2 separate regions of the Zea mays genome follow, and region 2 is linked to region 1. Evidence: chromatin contacts called from public Hi-C data. All regions are on one chromosome and are shown on one strand. The core of a region is the stretch at or near the end of the contact, and the rest is flanking DNA. Distances in the headings are between cores, read along the strand shown.

What was found. A called contact is a pair of places that touch in the nucleus more often than the background predicts.
Region 2: a Hi-C map of ear shows a contact between it and region 1, with 5 times the contacts expected there. The contact joins the enhancer-like site here to the promoter of LOC606433 in region 1. A contact is called at or near these places in 5 of 25 Hi-C or Micro-C datasets (ear, leaf, root tip and 1 more) and 1 of 3 datasets of contacts at active chromatin or transcription factors (leaf).

The regions. Positions count from the first base shown.
Region 1 is chr8:7,708,010-7,711,355 of Zm-B73-REFERENCE-NAM-5.0, forward strand. It overlaps LOC606433 (NAC domain-containing protein 100), which reads left to right and starts at 1,989. Exons shown (of 3, transcript NM_001308499.1): 1 at 1,989-2,249; 2 at 2,408-2,748; 3 at 2,888-3,346. The coding sequence starts at 2,042.
Region 2 is chr8:7,793,251-7,796,293 of Zm-B73-REFERENCE-NAM-5.0, forward strand. No RefSeq gene overlaps it. Among protein-coding and RNA genes, the nearest start is that of LOC103634721, 5.9 kb to the right of the region's middle. Within about 2 kb of position 1,286, at least 10 of the 20 cell types and tissues checked have an H3K27ac peak or open chromatin away from gene starts, as enhancers often do. A contact at or near this core is called in ear and tassel, where this site is marked.

The DNA.
Region 1 (3,346 bases), core at 739-3,238:
ACTATTGCCGCCGCTTTTTAAAATAGAGAAAGGGTATGCTAGTAATTATGTATCAAAAAGACTAGAAACTGTTTCCTTAGATTCTAAGTTCCAAACACCATAGCCCAACTCTTCTTTATAATTCAGTTTCTAGAAACACGGGATAGGAACCAGTGTACTTTCAAACAGGCCCTAATAATTAAGTCTAAGGTCTGGCATCGCTCGTGGTGGTTCTGGCTACAGTGACACTATATATGGATATAGAGAAGGGTTCGAGGATTTTCTGAACAAATTACGCATGACGAGTTTTTTTTTTAGACTGGTTCGATTTGGGTGGCCATTAATTCGTGTGGATTGGGATGACACCATGCATCTTTTGGATGTATTAAGAGAGATACGCTATATCCGATTGTTTTTTCATGCATTAAATTGTGGGACAATCTTAAAGCACCGGCGGAATCCTAGGACGACGGCGGCGCCAACAGATTGGCGGGAGTGGACTAGCTAGTACGTCACGATCAAGACTCATGCGTGCATGCATGGCATGTCTTCTTTGTTGCATCACAGGTGATGAGATATATGCATGCATGGCACCGTATGTACCCATGGTCCCCATGGACAAGCGCACGTTGCCGCCACTTTTCTAGGGAAAGCGCTAGCATGCCATGGCATGCCATGCCATGCCACTTCATGCACCCGGCGCGGACTACGGCACCACGTAGGCATACATGGCACATGCATGGACGTACTACTCTAGCTATCTGTATGTAGAGCACGCACAATGCGTGATAATTCGATAAGAGGATCATCACGCAGCTTGCTTGGCTAAATCAATTCCTTCGAAAGTAAGCAATAGAAAAGCAAAAAATATCCTCTGCAATTGCATATGCATGCATAAAATCAAGCAGCTGGCTCAGTAACGCGGGCTAAAAACTGACCATGGTTTCCAGGGGCTGGCGCGCCTGGTGGACGCACACTTGTCAGTCTCGGGCACCGAGAGCTATACGCACGGGTTCTGTGCGTGACAGTGTGAGCGCAGGCTACACACACATCATCGTATCGTGTCCAGAGCAGATAGATACATGAGGGTGTGTCTACATACATACACACAGCCAGCAGAGTCAGCCAGCACACCGCGCGCGTTCTCCATGCACCGGAAACGTACTGGGTCGAGCAGTGACGCTCTGGCGCCCGCAATGATCAGCAGTACCAGATCACGACGACCCCAGTCACCGGCCTGCTTGTCCCAGATGGATGCCTACGTACGTACGCGCGTCTACAGCGCAGCGCCTGCACCGCGTGCGAGACAGCGTGGACCCCGCGCCATCCGGCCTGTCGTCCGCAGACTTGGGTCACGAAGGGCTTGCAGGCGGGCGCATATAGCCGGCCGCTGACGCGCGCGCATGTCGACGAGAGGGACGACGCGCGCCAGCCGCAGCACAGCAGCCCTCCTGTTGCCGCCTCATGCAGATGAGGCGGCGACGGCCGGCCGGCCTGCGTGGGTGGATACGAGAGCGGCGTGCGGACGCGTACGTCCACAGGAATCGCAGGCAAACCGGAGGGAGGGTCTCAGTCTCACGCCGCGCGCAGGCAGATCGAGAGACGACATTCCAGAAGCCGGGCACCTGTCTGTCGCCAGCAGCGGCCGCGCGCGCGAGGACAAGCGCGGCACAGTTGGAAAGAACAAGCGTCCAATGGCCAGTAGAAACAGACGCCACCAGAAAAAGAGGAGGCTTCGGCGGAAAGTGGCTTGCGCGGACACGCTTCCCGCCTATTTAAGCCGCGCTCGCGCGCGCTGCGGCTGGCACAGTGCCTCTCGCTCACTGACTGACTGTAATACCAGAGATCGAACAACTTGGTCCTGCAGCTCAAGAAGAGAGTTTTTGTGCATGTATGTGTGCTTCGGTTGGGTTTTTCTTTCAGTACTGTCGTTGTCAGATTATATATTGAGATCCTTTTGTTTGCTTGATACTACGGTTGGTTTTGCTGCTGCTCTTCCTGGATCTCTGACTGACTGACTGACCTCAGTTGGGGGCCGGGGGCAAGAGAGAGAGAGAGAGCCATGGCGGCGGACCAGCAGCCGCAGCTGCAGGAGGAGATGAACGACGCTGCCGGCGGCGGCCTCAGGCTGCCTCCAGGGTTCCGCTTCCACCCGAGCGACTTCGAGATTGTCAGCTTCTACCTCACCAACAAGGTGCTCAACACGCGCTTCACCTGCACCGCCATCACGGAGGCCGACCTAAACAAGATTGAGCCATGGGACCTCCCTAGTACGTAACCAAAGCATCATTCTCGATCGCCTTGATATCCGTGCGTGCGTGCAGTGGATATATGCACGCTGCTATATATGCTGCCTATACCTGTCCTAGGCTAGTGATCGATCGAGATGTGGATTCAATTCAGTCGGTCGGTCGCATGCATGATGCAGGCAAGGCGAAGATGGGCGAGAAAGAGTGGTACTTCTTCTACCAGAAGGACCGCAAGTACCCGACGGGGCTGAGGGCGAACCGGGCCACCGAGGCCGGTTACTGGAAGGCGACGGGCAAGGACAAGGAGGTCTACAACGCCGCGGAAGGGGTGGCGGTACTGGTCGGCATGAAGAAGACGCTCGTCTTCTACAGGGGCAGGGCTCCCAGGGGTGACAAGACAAACTGGGTCATGCACGAGTACAGGCTCGAAGGCAGCGGCAGGCTCCCCGCCGGCCTCGCGTCCGCAACCGGCTCAGCCGCCGCCAACGCCGCGGCGGCCTTGAAAGCTTCTGCTTATAAGGTGCGTTGCGTGGCAGTAGCGGTAGTGTAACAGCACCGGCATGATGTGGATGTATCCATATTGATCTACATGTGCTTTATTTTGCTAATTACCCTAATCTGATTCCGCTCCTGGTTTGCAAAAACGAAATTCGGCGCAGCAGGATGAGTGGGTAGTGTGTCGTGTGTTCCACAAGACCACTGGGATCAAGAAGACCACTGCTGCACCGGCGTACCAGGTGGCCATGGCCGGCGCTGAGATGGATCAGAATCAGAACAACTTCCCGGGCATCCCCTTCCCCATGCCGATGCAATTTCCCATGCTGCCAGACTTCTCCTTGGACCCGGTGCCCCCCTACTACCCCAACGCCGCTGGCGCGGGGATGTCGATGCTTCCTATGGCAGCAGGTATAGGTGGTGGCGCCGGTGGGTTCCAGCTCAACGGCGCCGCCCTGTTCGGCAATCCGATGGCCGCGCCGCAGCCCATGAGCTTCTACCACCAGATGGGCGCGGCGGGGACAGCTTGCGCTGGCGGCTTCGATGTTTCTGCGCCGGAGAGTAGGCCGTCCTCGATGGTGTCGCAGAAGGACGACCAGGCTAATGGCGCTGAGATCTCGTCG
Region 2 (3,043 bases), core at 36-2,535, 85 kb after region 1:
CGGGTGTGCGTATGCGGTTAGGTTAGGGTTAGGGTTAGGGAAGGAAATGCGATCGGGCCTATCGGGCCTGCCGTTTTAAACGGGCCGTGCCGGGCCGGCACGGCGTGCCTTGGTCGCGGCCCAAGCCCGGCACGGGCGTAGTGTCGGGTCGGCACTAGCCCGAATGCCATCGTACCGTGCCGGGCTCAAGCACGACAAATCGTGCCGGGCCTCGGGCCGGCCCGACTGACCCGGCCCATCTGGCCATCTCTAGTCGCACTCGCACAAAGGTGACGATCTTGAAATCTCACACGACGATAGCCTACACACATGTCTGAGATCGATGTCTATATTCAGCCATGCAGGGATTGCCGCGGCCGCGGGGAGAGACATGCAACGATTATTATTATTATTATTTGGTTTTTACGTCTGGACTGCAGATACGCACGATGCATGTCATCATCTGTGTCAGCGAGCGGACACATCTGCTGATCTGCATACAGCATACATACCGGCATCAAGGCGTGCTGTTCGTTTCAAATTAAATTAAAGCTAGTTGTTGAAATGCTGCAGCTATAACCGATATTGAGATGAGCATCGACCAGTTTGATCAAAAGCTTAAACCGAGGTACATAGAGACGGCCAACTCACTTGGGTGCCGTTTGGTTCACATATTTGTAACGTAATAGGTAACGGATAACGTTAAATCATGTTTGTTTTAGTCCAACCGTAATCAGATATCACACTAAAATTTGATACCAGCCTATTCAAATTTGTTACCGCCAGTAATCGAACTGAAACCATTATCATTACCATTTGCGTTACATTTTTTGAACCAAACAGCACCTTGTATTCTAACAAAACACATCCAAAACTAGGTTCTTCTCTAAACCCAACGGGTCGGACGCGCGTGCTGGGCTACCTGCGGCGTTGCTAGCTGCAGGATGCAGCCTGCAGGCAGGTAAGGTTTAGTGGCCTCTCCAGGCACAGGCAGGGCTACCAATTGAATGCAGATTCAGTCAGTTCAGTTGAGTGCAGTGCAGTGCTGACGACTGCGCTACAGCATGGCTGGGCGTGCTGCAGGCTTACATCTGTGTGCCCATGCGGCCAGGCGCGGGAGAGGAGAGCGTGTATAATTGAGCCCGGAAAGCCTGGGTGCTGGTCGCCGCCGACGGGGACCCCGGTCCGGCCGGTCGTCGCCGACCGTCCAATTCATCATCATCGACCGTCGTAGCCTTCGCGCGCGCGAGAGCGAGAGCGAGAGAGAGCCCCGGCCGGCCGGCCGTGCATGCATGGCCCCTGCTGCCTCCCAATCCCATCGGAACCATGCGATGCGGGCCTGCATGCATGCACGGCCGACGACCGGGCGGCCCCGTTCATGTCCACGCGCGTCACCTCACCTCCCTCAGGCTCAGGCCTCGGTGGCAGGAGATGGAGTAGACCACCTGCAAGAGGTGCCAGCCAGGTGGACCCATGCATCACCCAAGGAAAATGCAACGACCAACGTGAACGTGATCCATCCATGCACATCCATCAATCAAGGCTGCGAAACCAATGGCGCGCGCGGCTTCATTTTTCATGCACTTTGCATCGTCTCTCTCAATCTCTCAATGGGGAGTCTAGTAGCATCTTTGCTTGGAAAGCATATATATTCCCTCGGAACCCCTTTTGTCTTCTTCTCAATCACCTTTAGAGGAACACAAGAACAAGTTAAAATAAGCAATGATCGACCCTTTTATCAGGCCTGTTTGATACTCTGGTATAGCTAGCTAGCATGGGTGTGCACAATTAAATATTAGGCATATATATGATTGTTTAAACCTCCAACCACGTGATTGATCGATCGTACTGACGCAACCGCATAAACAGTAATTAAACTGCCACACGATCGTGCCATGCATGCATGTCTCGATCGGCTACTATATATACTATACGTACTTGCAGCGATCTGATTCAGAGTTACACAATATTTACACTCAGGCCTGCAGTATAAAATTAGTTACCCCTGCACATGCGTACGTGTATATATTAATTATAAGAGTACGTAACTGAGTAAGAAATGTGCGTGAGGAACGGTATGTTCAACGTGTGTGGTCAAAGGCTTAATCAGCGACGATCTCACTCATGTTAATTCAAATAATATTGAGGGAAGATGCAGTGAAAAACTTAGTTTTTGCTTCAACACAGGTAGTTTTTAGTGTTATTAAATTGTAACAACATTGGAAATGCTATGCTAATATATACTTTATATAGCACATGCGCCAGAAGACACGCAATATCTCATGTTGTTTAAAATTTTAATTAGTGTTTATGGTTATTGCAGTGCTTTCATTTATACATTTTTTCTCTCATCATCTAGCCAAAAGCCTGCCAGTGCAACTGAGATTAATATATAGCCCTCGTCCGTACATGCATGATACATGCATTAGCAACTGTTTGGAGATCTTAGAAATTCGCGGCGATGGCAACGAATTTATTGATTTATTTAGATGCTACCTACAAATAAATATATAACAATCAGATTAATTACGTACCATGCCCTATGAGAAACAATAATGTTAAAGGAAATCATTACGGTTTGACCTCGATCGTAGTACTCTGAAAAAGACAGCATATTAATATGATTAGGTCATGATGGGTTATTAGAAGCTCCTTCAAAAGGTTGCAATCATGCATGCATAGCATGAAATGGTACGTACGTACGTTGTTGCTCTGAGTCATGTTGTTGATATATCTAACCATGCATGTAAGCAGTGTGCAAGAGAGACCGGTTTAATCAGACGGTCCAGTGTCGTTGCCCTTCCGATCGAAAAGAACTCGATCGTATGCGCACACAGCTTAAATTAAAGGGAGGCCTCTTGAAATTAAAGGTCCGTGGTCACATTTGAACCTTTCCAATCACTCTTTTTCTTCTCTCCCGATGATGTCTTTCTGTTGCCTTTCAGCTCCTTTAAGGAAGTGCATGTAGGGCTATATCCTCTCTAAATATTTTCACCGGATCCTAATAATGATTCATTTCTAAAATTTTATACTGTAAAATTTAAACCTCGTTACCACACCGTAC